Linked DNA regions of Sus scrofa: region 2 is linked to region 1. The links are chromatin contacts, called in public Hi-C maps. All regions are on one chromosome and are shown on one strand. Each heading gives the region's core, a stretch centred on a gene start, on an enhancer-like site or on the middle of the called end of the contact. The rest is flanking DNA. Distances are from core to core; before and after follow the strand shown.

Region 1 (7,182 bases), core at 2,750-5,249:
CATTCTCAGGGATACTAGTCAGATGCGTGTCTGCTGCGCCACAATTGGGAACTCCGCCACCTGTGCTCTTTCTGTGGCAAACAGACTCCTCCCTCCTCAGCACCATCACCGAACACCTTCCTATCTTTTGTGTTGGCAGAAACCTGGCTGTCCCTTGGGAAGCCAGGTCTCCTTCAGGCACTTGAAGAAGGCAGCTCAGGCTCTCATACCACCCAAACACGTGCCCGGCTCCCCAGTTCACATTTCAGACCATTTCTTTACAGGTGAAACTCTCCTCCTTTGAAGCCAGTGCCACCCAGCAGCACCCCCCTCTGTCGTTCATCCCTGCTGTTGTCTTCTTTCATTGAGGACTTTGGCATCTGGCCACCTACTTCCCTGGCCACATCCTGGATCTTATCATTACCCAGAACTCCATCTTTGGAATATGGATCCAATTTACTGACCACCTACTAAATGCCAGGCACAGTAGTAGATGCTGGAGACTTCAAGCTAACTAGGACACAGTTTATCAGATAAATCTGAATCCAGAATCCCACTCTTTGACTAGAGCTTTTCAGGTTCCAACTTATTCCCTTAGCCTCAGTATACCTGTTCTTCAACCCCATCAAACATTGCAGACTGTCCAGTGTCTCCAGGTCTATCAGCTCCTCTCTGGCCTCCCTTCCCCCTTATCCAGCCTAGACTTTACATCACCTCACTGCCTGCTCCCCTCTCATGGCTTCCCTCCTGGCTCCCTGCCCTTGGATGGCATCCACACCCCACCCCGAGACCTATCAAACTGTCCACCTGCTCAGCCTGCACCCAGACTACCAAGTACTGTTCAAGAAAAAAAAAAAAAAAAAAAAAAAAGCCCTGCACGTTGTTGCTACCACAGATTTAAGGTCTAGCAAAATGGATCCAGTAGTGTATCAACATCTTGATCAAATTTATATTGATCTCATGAAGACAAGAAACTCTATTAATATAAACGACTATGCAAACATTAAAGAAGAATCATGTGATCATCTCAATACATTCCTGAAAAATATTTGAAAAAAATTTTGATTCCTGTTCCTCCTTTTGTGATCATTCAAAAAAAGTCTCAGTAAGCTAGAAATAGAAGGAAACTTCCTGAATTCTCTTTTTTTAAAAGCCATCCAGAATCTGCAGCAAAGTCATACTCAATGACAAAATGTTATGAAAACATTCCTATGAGAGTTAGGAACTAGGCAAGGAAATCTATTGTCATTATTATCTAAATTCATGTCCTTTTCAATGCAACACAAAATGAAAAAGACATAGAGGTAAAAACACTGGAAAAGAACCTATGTGTTTCCATCTATAGATTTTCTATCTATAGATTTCTATCTATGATTTTCTAAGTAGGGAAATCAAAGAGAATGCACTGAAAAAAAACAATTCCTCACCTCTTCTCCGGACCTATCTGGGTAGCAGTAGTCAAAGGTGACCTCAGCAGAACAAAAGAAACGCTGGGCCTTCTTGTGCTGGGGCCAGCATCCCCCGTAATGGAGATGAGGGATGGCCTGGGTCACAAACACATTTGCTTCTTTTTCTGATTCCCTAAAATGGCCCCTTCTCAGATCCCCCCCACCCCCGCCCCAAGCTCCCCGCTGCCATAGGTCAAAATCCAAGCTCCTTGATGTTGTATTCAAGACTTTCCTGGGTCTGTCCTACCTCGTATCTGGATGCTGGACACCTCTGTGCTCATTTAGTCAGTTCCCTCAACTCCCAAATGTGTCCCCTGCACTCTCGTCTCTGGAACTGCCCTTCCTCTTCTCAGCTCCAAATGCCTGCCATCCCTCCCAGAGCATAGGCCAGGAGGCAGGTGGAAGGACTCAGAAGGGGCACCCCAACACCAGGGTCCCAGGAGAGGAGGAAGGGAAGCCGGTCTGAGTGGATGATGGGTTTTGAGGGCCAGGAAGGGGGCAGGCTGATCCTTACCTGATGGTGTCCTCCAGACGGCCCTCCCCCAGGAGCCGCAGGAACATGGCCTGGAGGTCGCTCCAGTACAGTGTGCCCTGGTGGGAGTCCAGGCCCAGCTCAGAGTTGACATCCTCGCTGACCACCAACACATCGTCCCCGCACGCCTGGCAGGACCCTCGGAAGGTCACATAGCCCAGGAGGAAAGCTGATGGGTGGCAAGGTGGAGATTCTCCTTGTGCTCTTCTCTGGACCCCAGATGTTCCCCCAGCCCAGACCCTCCACTGGGAGTGGGCCTGAATCTTACCCCCGGTGAAGATCAGCAGGGCGGTCAGGACCAGGTAGGGGGCGGCTCTTCGTCCTGCTGCCCAGAGCCCAAGGCTTTGCCGAGCTGGTCGAGAGCCCAGGGGCTCGGGGCCCCTCAGCTCCATGGGGCAGAAGTGGGAGGGTGGCTCAGCCCCCTCCTCCCCGTCTTCCTCCTCCTCCTCCAGGCGCCCCTGCTGGGTGCCCTCCACAAGCTTGTAGATGGTCTGGGAGGGTCGTGGGGACCACCTTTGCTGTGGGGGGTTCAATGGCTGTGAGATTGGGGAAAGAGGCCTGGGGAATGGGGAGGAATCTAGCGATAATAGGGTCAGGGACTTTGGGGTGCCATGAAACTAGGCAGGAGAGAGGGTCCTGAGAGGCGGGCTGGAGGGGAGAGTTGGAGGTGGGAAGGGAAGGGGTCAGCCTTGGGGTCTGTGGGGGAGCTGAGAACCTGGAGAGAAGGCCTAAGGGTCTCCCAATCCCACTCGATCTTACCACTCTCTGGAGTACACCCCAAAGCCGCTCCATGCTCGTGTCCTTCCTGAGCCCTGCAGGCTGTGCCCCCCACCAGTGATAAACCGTTTGTGGGAGCCCCCAGAGGCCCCTTATCAGCCCTGGCAGGCAGCCTGAGCCCAGACCGTTCCTCGCTTCCCCCACTCCCAGGGTTGGGGCACAGTCCTGGCTTTAGTCCAGCCTTCCAGGCATGGCCCCCCCGGCTCAGGCTAGAGGACGAGGGGCTGTGCCCTCCCCTGCCAATCCCTCCACAGTTCACTCCTGCCCTCTTCCTGCAAAACAATCAATTTTTTAACCTTGGGGCAGACTTTGGCCTCTAGTTCCCGGCAGGGCTGGGGGAGGAGGGCTGATGGCTGGGGAGGGTGGAGATGTGGGTGACCCCTCTTCCCTCCTGCTTCCTCCCCTCCCAGTGTTCTTGGGGACCCCCTCCTAAGCTCCCCACCATGAACACCTCTGCCCCTTCCTCATCTTGCTTACAGGCTCCCCAGTACCCAAACCCTGTAACACATAAGCTGCCCTCCCTGTCTGGACTCCTGCCCCAGTGGGAACCCTAGTTGAGGGGCCACGTGGTGTGACCTGGGTTTTGGTCTGGCCATGTGTTTGTTCCTTTGCAATCAGACTGAAGGGGGTGGGGGTGCAGGCTCCTGTGGGCTGCTGGGGTGGGAGGTGCAAGGGTGGGAGCACCTGGTCAGGCAGGACTGGTGAGTGCTCCAGGACCAGGGCCCGCCTGGAGTCAGGGAATCTGTGGATCAGGCCCCCTCAAGCAACGATGGAGAGAGTCCTGGCCATGGAATAGGCAGAGCTGGGTGACCCTGGACAAGTCATAGTCCTCTCTGGGCACCTGCACCTCTTTGACGACCAAAGGATTTGGACCACATGGGTTTCTACAGCTTTGGGGTCGAGGGACCTCACAACACATCACAGGCACAAACTGCTAAGCCTTACCTACAATTTCAGGCAGGGGCGCAGGTCCCTGAGCCCCGCAGAGGACCCCAAGACACGCAGCTCTAAAATGGAAGGGCTCAGGGGCCCGGATGTCAGGGGTCTCCCTGGGAAACCTCAGTGCCTACCCAAGTTGGGAGAGAAGTTCTCAGCTGCTGGGGCGCACTGTGCCTCTGTCCCCTCCCCACTCTTCTCACTGCCTATAACGCCCTGGGAAAAGACAGCGGTCGGTCGGCTCACCTGAGCTGTCGGTCCTGGGGTGCTTAGGTGCAGCCTCTCCTGAGGCCCGAAGCCCGGCCCACCCCAAGCCCCACCCCTCGCGCAGGCCCCGCCCCTGGGCCGGGCCCTCGGTTCCGTCCCGCCCCTGACGCCGCATCCCCTTCGCCAACTCCCATTTCCAGCCCCGACTCTTGCTCCTCGCTGGGGATTTCATTGAGGGGCTCTACCCGGTTCTCGCTGCGCGATCCTCCCTGGATTGCGGCCCCTTTGAAACCTGAGGCGTTCGTGGCTCCTGCCGCACTGCCCCCGCCCTCAGACCTTGCCCTGGCGTCCACCGTGCGATGCCACACCGCGGATTTAGGTGTGGCCCTCCCCTCTTCTCCCTCCAGAACCCTGACCCCACTGCCCACCCCTAAAGAGGCCAAACTTCCTTTTTCTTAAAACGTTTTTACTCCGTTCGACAACGCAATCTAAGAGGACGAGCGGGAAGGGGAAGAAAAGGGGGCGGTGGGAGCGTTGGGAGCTTGCGGTGCCGAGGCGGGGAGGCGGGGGGGGGGGCGGGAAGAACGGGGGCGGGGGTTAACCCTCTCCTTCCTTTCGCGTCCCCTCCCCCACTGCTGCAGGCAGGCCTGTGGGTGAGGAGGGGGCGCCCTCAGGGGCACTTCCGCTCCACGCACTGCTTCCCGCCCTCCTCATATTCCTGCTTGGAGATCCACATTTGCTGGAAAGTGCCCTGGGTCGGGGGACGACACTGGCGGTCAGGGAGGCCCTGAAGGAAGAGAGAAGCGCCTCCCCACACTCCACGCGTGCAGGCTCGACGCCCCGGAACCCTCCTCCGGGCCTCCCTGCCTCTCAATCCCACATCCCTCCCGCGACCACCAGCCTGCCCCATCTTCCAGTCCACCCCTTCGTAGTCAGAGGGCGAACACCCGCTGCCTGTCGTTCAATCCAGGATTCATTCATTCAACAAGCATCTACTGAGCACCTGTTCAATAGCTGTTTCCCAGCTGGGAGGTGGTGCTTACAGACCCTGGCCAGTGGCCAACGCTCCATACCTCTTCTTCTCCAGGTACCCTATAGGGCCTAACAAACATGTCAAGTCTCCCTACTTCCCAAGAAAATCTTCTCTCCACGCGCCTCACCAATGGACATCACCTAACATCAGGATGGGGCTGTCTTTACTCCCAAGTGGCCCCCGCCCCCCTTGAAACCTGCTCCTTGAGAGTCTCTGGTCCTGGGCATTTCAGGCTGTACCCACTCTTTCATGGTTTCTCTGCCTCTGCCTGCAAGTGTGTGTGTGTGTGTGTGTGTGTGTGTGTGTGTGTGTGTGTGTGTGTGTGTGTGGCTCTGCTTCTGTCCTGGGCATTTCAGGCTGTACCCACTCTTTCATGGTTTCTCTGCCTCTGCCTGCAAGTGTGTGTGTGTGTGTGTGTGTGTGTGTGTGTGTGTGTGTGTGTGTGTGTGTGTGTGTGTGTGTGTGTGTGGCTCTGCTTCTGTCCTGGGCATTTCAGGCTGTACCCACTCTTTCATGGTTTCTCTGCCTCTGCCTGCAAGTGTGTGTGTGTGTGTGTGTGTGTGTGTGTGTGTGTGTGTGTGTGTGTGTGGCTCTGCTTCTGTCCTGTGGCTCAAAGAACACGCCTTCCTGGACCATGTCATCTGCTAGGGTTTGCTCCTGCTCCTGTGCCAAAGCTCCACCCTTCCCACCATCTCTGGTTCCCAGTTTGGATCTCCATGCTGAGCTCCAGACCCTAATACTCAGATGTCTTTTGGACACCTCCTCCTTAGTGTCCCAAGGGACCTCACCCTGGACATGTCCACAGCTGCATTCACCATCTTCACCCACGCCTGCCCCAAACCTGCTTCTTTGACCTTTCTCACCTTCCACAGTTGCCCTGTCCAAACCCAGGGGTCCCTTGCCACACTGAACACTTGAAATTGAGCTACCGAGCACTCGAAGTGTGGCTAGTCCTGTCAAATACGCACCAGATATGGAAGACTAAGTCCAGAAAAAAGAATGTAAGGCACCTCCATTTTTATATTGATGATATTTAAATTATATTTTTGATGTATTGGATTCAATACTATATATATATATATATATATATATTTGGGGGGGGCATGCCTGTGGCATGCAGAAGTTCTCAGGCCAGGGGTTGAACCTGCACCATAGCCCTGACCCAAGCCACAGCAGTGACGATACCAGATCCTTAATCCACTGAGCCAGTAGGAGAACTCCAAATACAATATATATATATATATACTTTTTCTTTTTAGAGCAGCTCCTGCAGCATATGTAAGTTCCCAGGCTAGGGGTCAAACTGGAGCTGCAGCTGCCAGCCTACACTACAGCCATAGCAATGAGATCCGAGCCACATGTGTGACCTATGCAGCAGCTTGTGGCATACTATCCTCATGGGTACTAGTCAGAGTCTTTTATTTTTTTTATTTAATAATGAACTAGTCAGAGTCTTAACCTGCTGAGCCACAATGAGAGCTCCCCAAATATGATATATTCTTTTTTTTTTTTTTGTCTTTTTGCTATTTCTTTGGGCTGCTCCCACGACATATGGAGGTTCCCAGGCTAGGGGTCGAATTGGAACTGTAGCCACTGGCCTACGCCAGAGCCACAGCAACACCAAATTCAAGCCGCGTCTGCAACCTACACCACAGCTCACGGCAACACCGGATCATTAACCCACTGAGCAAGGGCAGGGACCGAACCCGTAACCTCATGGTTCCTAGTCGGATTCGTTAACCACTGAGCCACGACGGGAACTCCCCCCAAATACAATATATTCTTATTTTTTGGACTGTTTTTAAAAAATGGCTACTAAAATTTTTGAAATGACATACGTGGCTCCCATTACACTCCTGTTGGACAGCACTGCCAGGAGCCAGCATCCTGGGCCTCACCCTTGACCCTCTCCTTCTTACCTTGCACATCCAAAGAGTGTCCACATTCTGTCAGTCCGAACTCTGAGAAGCTGCCAGTTCCACCCCCCCAGTATCCGCTCCTCTGTCAAATCCAGGTCACAGTAGAGACCACAGTAGCCTCTCCAGTCCACTCTCCGCTCTGCAGCCCAAGCGAGCTTCCCAAACTCAGATCCCACAGCATCTGCCCATGGCCTTTGGCTTTGCCTGGCTTCCCCATGGGCCATGCACCCTCTCTCCCGCTTTGTCTCATGAGTTCTTACTCATTTCAGCTTGAAGGGTCCTCAGAGGTCCTTCATGATCCCTGAGCCACATCAGGTCCTCCTTTGACAGAACTCCCAACACTTTGGTTTT
Region 2 (7,182 bases), core at 2,890-5,389, 67 kb after region 1:
TGCTTGGGTGGAGGCTTGAAGGACAGGGAGAGATAGTGTGGGAGGGAGATCCAGGTGGATGACACAGAGTGAGCAAAGGGCAGGAAGCAGCAAACCATCCAACTAAGTCCATGTGAGGGGGGAGTGGGAACGAGCCAAGTGGGAGAACAGGCTGTAGAGGCAGGTGGATGGCAGCACACAAAGGGTCTTCGTTCAGAGGCGACTGGGAGCCACTGCAGGCTCCTGCTCAGGGGACTGATAGGAACAAGGCCACTGAATGAGAAAGTTACTCTAGTGACACAGCTGGGGATTCACCTGGGGGGAAGAGACAGTGAGGAGACCCTCTGCAGTGGTCCTGGCGCTGGGCCAGCACTACGCCAGAGAAATGCAAACAGGCAGATGGAGGGGGCACTGGTAGGGGTTGATGGGTATCAGAGGGAGAGCCCCAGATAGCTTCCTGCTCTTCAGGGCCCCCTGCTGTCAAGGATGGATAGATGGACCCTGCTGGGCAGTATCCAAGAGCACCTGTGCTGAAGCTGGCCCCCAAACCAGCCTCTGCACCCTGAGTGGAGTTACGACAGCTCAGGGATTGGGTGCAGGGTGTACTGAGATACTGTCCTCTATTCCCTCTCCCAGGCTGCAATTGTAGCTCTCTCCAAAAGCCCCAGGAGATGAGCCAGGACGACTCTGTCAGCAGTCCCCAGCACCTAGGGGCTAGTGCTCAGGGCCCATCTCCCTTCCTTTCTCAAAGGCAGGGGCCTAGGGACCTCTGACAAGTTGCTGTCAGGAGAGAAGCAGGTCCCACAGCCTGAATGACTCTTCCTCTCCTCCCTCTCCTCTGGCTGCGTCTACCTCCCCATCTGTTCCTGGCCCCCTCTCCATGGTCAGGTCAGGGCAGTGACGCAGGAGTCAGGAGACTGGGAGAGCAGAGCCTGGGGGGTGTGGGGGAGTCGGGACAGAATGCATGTGTGGACGTGTGTGGACGTGAGTGTGCGTGTGCTCGTCCCACAGCTGGGATCTGGGAAGGGAGCAGAATTGGGCTTTGAGGGCCAAGTGAGGCTGGGAGGCTGCCTGGGTGCTGAGAGGGAAACTGGGACCAGAGGGCATAATGGGGTGTGCAGACCAGCAGCCAGTACACCACGTTCAAGGGGGGCCCCCAGAGCAGGATCAAGGTGAGCAGAGGGCAGGGGAGCAGGGTCCGAGCAAGTCAGACCCTTATTATTTCCTATTACTTCCCCAAAGCTTCTGTCTCCCTGCCCTTCCCGTTCATCTTTCTGAACCCCTCTTTGAGAATGCCCTTTCCCCAACCAGTTACTCATGGCTCCCTCCATCATCTTCTCAACAGGCATCCCTTCCTGATTCATTTAACACTGCCCCCTCCTTCAACACTCCCGGGCCTTTTCTCTTTAGTCATTTTTGCCATTAGAGATCCTCCATCTTTTATTCATTTTTGTGTTTATCATCCATCTCTCCACTAGAATGTCAGTTCCACCAGGCAAGGCCAGATCCTAAACTGGCTGAACCACAAAAGAACTCCTGGTAAGCATTCTTGTCTGCTTCAATCACTGCTCCAACCCCAGGTCCCTGGCCAAGAGTAGGTACTCTTACATGTGTATTTCTTTTTTAAAATTTATTTTATTTTTAGGGGAGTTCCTGTCGCAACACAGCAGAAACAAATCTCACTAGGAACCATGAGATTGCGGGTTCAATCCCTGGCCTCACTCAGTGGGTTCAGGATCCGGTGTTGCCATGAGCTGTGGGGTAGGCTGAAGACACGGCTCAGATCCCACGCTGCTGTGGCTGTGGTGGAGGCTGGCAGCAACAACTCCGATTAGACTCCTAGCCTGGGAACCTCCATATGCTGTGGGTGCGGCCCTAAAAAAGACAAAAGACAAAAAAAAATTATTTTATTTTTAGGGCTGCACCTGCAGCATATGGAAGTTCCTAGGCTAGGGGATGAATCAGAGCTGCAGCTGTCATCTATGTCACAGCTTTCGGCAACACAGTATCCTTAACCCACTGAGTGAGGCCAGGGATCAAACCTGCATCCTCATGGATACTAATTGGGTTCATAACCCGCTCAGCCATAACAGGAACGCCCACATGTATATTTCTTGAGTGAGTGAATGACTATTTCCCACTCTTTCCAAACAAAATCCAAATTCTTCAGAGCGGCATTCACGGCCCTTTGCAGCCTGACCCTTCCCTAACAGTACTCTAGCCCCATCTCCACCTCTCCTCCCACAGCCTCCACCCCAACTAGGCAATGGACCAACCTCCCCCACCCACCTCACATCTCTTCCCATTGAAATCTTACCCACCCTTCAAGGCTGAGCTTGTTGTTACCTCCTGTATCAAATCTCCCTTGATTCCCTCTGCTGGAAGTGAGCTCCCCTCTTCCAAACTCTTACAGCTCAGATCTGTACACCTCAGTCCTCCAGGCCCCATGGACCCCCCCCTTCTCTCTACTGTAAGCTACAAACTTCAGGAGGCAGGAGGCAGGAAGCAGGGTTCAACACATCTTTTGGTCCTGAAAATTTTGTAGTCAATTGTCTTGCACTAAGAAGACACTGAATGCATGAATAAGGTATCTCTAATATCATGGGACTGGGGAGGGAGTGAATGTATAAATATCCACCTGTATTTGTAGGACTTCCCTGCCTTTTTTTTTTTTTTTTTTTTTTTTTTTGGCTGTGCCTAAAGCATACAAAAGTTTCCAGACCAGGTAGGTATTTAACCTGCACCACAGCAGTGACAACACTAGATCCTCAACCCCATGTGCCACCAAGGAATTCCAGACTTCCCTGACTTTTTTTTTCTTTTGGTCTTTTTAGGGCCACACTTGTGGCATATGGAAGTTCCCAGGCTAGGGTTGAATCAGAGCTGCAGCTGCCAGCCTATGCCACAGCCACAGGAATGCGGGATCCGAGCTGCATCTGTGATCTTCATCACAGCTCATAGCAAAATCGGATCCTTAACCCACTGAAAGGGGCCAGGGATTGAACCTTTGTCCTCACAGATACTAGTTGAGTTCGTTACTCCTGAGCCACAGTGCAGACTTCTCCGTCTTTTATGAGAACTGCATGAGCTGGGACTGGTGTTTTCATGACACCCTTTTCACAGATGAGAGCACTGAGGTTCAGGGACTCAGACTCACTCCTTTCCAAGGTTTGAGAGGCTAGCTAGCCTTGGATTCCTGCTCCCCAGACCTGAACCCCTGCCTCAGGGCTTCCCAGAAGCCACAAAATTTAGCTGCAAATTCTAAGTGCCCTCACTCTGGGGGTTAGCTCTATACTAGAGCTCTTAAAGAATTTTGTGGGAGTTACCATCATGGCTCAGCAGAATCGAGTCTGACTAGCATCCATGAGGATGCAGGTTCGATCCCTGGTCCTGCTCAGTGGGTTAAGGATCCAGTGTTGCCATGAGCTGTGGAGTAGGTCAGAGATGTGGCTTGGTGAGGCCCTAAAAAGACCCCCCCCAAAAAAAGAATTTTGTCACACAGATTAGCCTAAAAGTTCAGTATCTGGCTTTTCAGGGTCCTAGAAGGGGGGGAGAAGACCCCCCAAATTTCTTGCTCTGTGCGGCCCCCACTAAATTCCTCAACAAAACGACACTAGTTTCTAGAACAAGAACTGGGATTTTGAGGAGGCCACTGGTGTGCCCCACCAGCACCTTTTCGGCTTCCACACCCAGATGCCTTGCAGTCCCAGCTCTGAGTCTCCGCCCAAGATGGGGACACCCCCTTCTCCAGAGGGCCGTCGGGGTCACCAGTCTTTCCCAGAATGGCACTGCTTTCCCAGCGCAGCCTTCTGCCCATCCAGCTGAGAGCACCCACCTGCACCTTCAGGAACTCAGGGATCGGGCGGGTAGCCCCGTGCCCCGCACCCGCGCCCGCTGGTCTCACTCCCCTGAGGGCCCCCGACCCAGGCGTCCTGCCCCGGCTCTGACCCCTCCGGCCCACACCTCCCGCGACCCCTCACGCACACAGCCTCCCCCCAACCCCCCACACGCACGCACACAGCTGATAACAGCCCCGACCCCCGGCCGCCGCCGCAGTCCCCGGGCCAACCCCGGCCCGTCGCCTCGCCTCGCCGTCCTCCGGACCCTGGCTGGGGGCCCTGAGGCGCTCTGTTCCGACCCCGCCTCGGGGGTCCCGGACAGCAGCCCCCTCCTTAGGGCGGAGAGGTGGCCCTGTCCCGCCAGGCTTTCCAGGATGCGGGCTCCCGGCGCCGGCACCCGCCAAGCCCCAGGACGCTGAGGGGCCGGGCGAGGCGCGGAGATGGGGGCGCGCGGTGAGTACTCCCGGCCGCCCGCCCAGCCCCTGTTTGAGGAGGAATTTACCGCTGGGGCTGTTGGCCCCGAGGGGGCTAGGTTCAAGGACCTGAGACTTGCCAAGGACCCCGGAAGGGCAAGGGGGGTGGGGCAGCCTTCACCTGCCGGCGGGGCTTGGGGAGTCCCCGGGCAAGTCGAAACCTGAGCTGGGACCGGGTGGAGGTTTACAGGTCCAGGGGAAAGAGGGGCTGCTATGTGGGTGACGAGAAAGCTGATACCTGGACCTGGGAGCAGCAACCCGGATCTGCGAGAGGGGAAGCCTCTGTCACACCGGGATTGAAGTTTGGCCGGGACAAGTGGATTCCGGTAGTTGGGGGGTGGGGTGTGCACGCGGCCGCGGGATTGAATGAAGGCAAAGGAGGCAGAGCCTGCGCGCTCGCAAGGTTGGGGTCGGGACGGCTGGCTGGGGGCCAGGCGGCCGGATGGGTGAACCTGTCCGTCTAAACCAACCCTTCTCCTGCAATGCCCAGCCTCACATTCAGCCTGGCTCTCTTTCCTAGAATGTCCTGCCCGGCTGCTTCTGCTGTCCTTGCTGCTGCTTCCTCTGGGCCTCCCAGTCCTGGGCGCCCCCCCACGCCTCATCTGTGACAGCCGAGTCCTGGAGAGGTACATCTTGGAGGCCAAGGAGGGCGAAAATGCCACGGTGAGGCCCCTCCCCAGGATCTTCCACAGGTCTCATTCTCAGGAGTTCAGGGTCTCCTCCAAGATCCAGGAACCTGGAACTGGTTTCAGGGGTGGAGGTGGGGAGCCAGAGCCCCCAGCAAAAGTGATAAAAGTGGTAGTCCCATCACAAATCTGGAAGCTAGGTAAGGGGCAGGGCCGGCAGGAGCCCTTGGGGCCCCTGACTCCAGGATTGTGCATTGCAGATGGGCTGTGCCGAAAGCTGCAGCTTCAGTGAGAATATCACTGTCCCAGACACCAAGGTTAACTTCTATGCCTGGAAGAGGATGGAGGTGAGTTCCTTTTTCCCGTTCTCTTGGGAAGTCTCATTTGGGGAACCTCATAGGGTGGGAAGGAGAATGACAGTGAGAGAAAAAACGGAGCAGCAAAGATGAGGGCTGAATGGAATCTGTTAATTCGTTCATTCATTTGTTCATTCATTCAACAAAACTTGTGTTGGCTTGGGGCCGCTGAGAAGGAGGGAGGGGCTGGCTTGGGCCAGCTGACTCTGAGTCTCTGGTCTCTTCAGGTCCAGCAGCAGGCCATGGAGGTCTGGCAGGGTCTGGCCCTGCTCTCAGAAGCCATCCTGCAGGGCCAGGCCCTGTTGGCCAACTCCTCCCAGCCATCTGAGGCCCTGCAGCTGCATGTGGACAAAGCTGTCAGCGGCCTGCGCAGCCTCACCTCCCTGCTTCGGGCGCTGGGAGCCCAGGTGTGTAGGACTCTCCCTCACACTTGTGTTGCCCTTTCTGGAAAGTGGGAGGAGGGCCCTGCCAAGGAAATGCCAGGGCTCTCCTTGTCCCCCCTGTGATTCTATCCTGAACCCCATGTCCCTCTGGGGTCCCCGGCACTGCAGTAAACTTCTGTTCTCTTCTTGGCAGAAGGAAGCCATCCCCCTTCCAGACGCATCCCCCTCCTCTGCCACCCCACTCCGAACATTTGCTGTTGATACTTTGTGCAAACTTTTCCGCAACTACTCCAATTTCCTGCGGGGAAAGCTGACGCTGTACACTGGAGAGGCCTGCAGGAGAAGGGACAGGTGACTTGGTGCTCCCACCCGGGGCATGTCCACCACTTCGCTCACCACCACTGCCTGTGCCATGCCTTCTGCACCTCCACTCCCAACCCCCGCTGAGGGGCCATCAGCTCAGCGCCAGCCTGTCCCATGGACACTCCAGGGCCAGCGGTGACATCTCAAGGGCTAAAGGAACCGTCCAGAGCTCAACTCAAACCTAAGGATGTCACGGGGCCAGCCTGAGCCCCCAAAGCAGGAGGAATTCAGAGATCAGCTTAAACTTGGGGACAGTGCCAGTCTGGGGAGACAGTGAGACTCATCTTGGCGCCCTGCACAACTGTGATGCCTGGACAAGCTGGAGGGAAAATACCTCCTTCTGCACCTACCAAGCAGGGACAGAATGGACTGGAGAATTTAGGAGGCAAGCCATGAATTCTCCAGGTCTCATGGAGACTCCCACAACAGCAAGAGCCCACTGGACAAGGAGGGTGGTGGGAGCCGTGACGGGATGGGGGCTGGCCCCTGGCTCTCACTAGGTCCAAGTTTTGTGTATTTTTCAATCTCACTGGCAAGAACTGAAACCACAACCTGGCTCTTGGCTTTTCTCTTTTCCTGGGAGCCCCCTACTTCCCTGGTTCTGCCCTATCCTGGCAGTAGGCAGCAGGTCTGGGAAACCAGAAGTGGAGGGGGTTGGGCCCTACGTGCAGCCTTGCATGGCCTGTCTGACCTCTTGACCCCACTGGGCCTGAGGCCACAGCTCTGCCCACGCTGGTCAATAAGGTGGCTCCATTCAAGGCTAGTCCTCAGTAGGCAGCTGCCAACTGGCCCAGGATAAGTCTTTAGTGAGCCTCGGCTGCCAGCAAGGAGATAGTGGCCAGGAGGAGGGGCCCCTTGGGGGCTGGTGGCAGCTGTCAACACTGGCCACTGGACCCTTATTATTTTCTGCCTCCTCTCTGTGGCCCCTTCTTCTAATGCCACCTTGCCAGAATCAGCCTTTGGCACCTTAGCGCACAAACGCCCTCTGAATCCAGTGGATCTTTCCTTGTCTGGGGACGGTTACCATTAATGCTCTACCCTGAAACCTGCAGAAGGGGCTACAGATAGTGGTGCTGTAGAAACCATCTTCCCAGGGAGCCATCTCATTGATCAATCACTGCCCAGCACTACTCCAGGCAGTTCCCTTACGTGACATTTTATCC

Evidence for each region. Hi-C and Micro-C count contacts between places; a contact is called where the count stands out from the background.
Region 2: a Hi-C map of epiblast stem cells shows a contact between it and region 1, with 4 times the contacts expected there. The contact joins the promoter of EPO here to the promoter of TFR2 in region 1. A contact is called at or near these places in 2 of 47 Hi-C or Micro-C datasets (embryonic fibroblasts and epiblast stem cells).

Annotation. Positions count from the first base shown.
Region 1 is chr3:8,549,994-8,557,175 of Sscrofa11.1, forward strand. TFR2 (transferrin receptor protein 2) reads right to left here and starts at 4,000. Exons shown (of 19, transcript XM_003124374.5): 1 at 3,919-4,000; 2 at 2,719-2,778; 3 at 2,228-2,477; 4 at 1,942-2,128. The coding sequence starts at 2,751. ACTL6B (actin-like protein 6B) reads right to left here. Exons shown (of 12, transcript XM_013995471.2): 12 at 4,329-4,666. The coding sequence ends at 4,550.
Region 2 is chr3:8,616,369-8,623,550 of Sscrofa11.1, forward strand. EPO (erythropoietin) reads left to right here and starts at 4,140. Exons shown (of 5, transcript NM_214134.1): 1 at 4,140-4,271; 2 at 4,812-4,954; 3 at 5,178-5,264; 4 at 5,501-5,680; 5 at 5,850-6,568. The coding sequence starts at 4,259. The coding sequence ends at 6,011.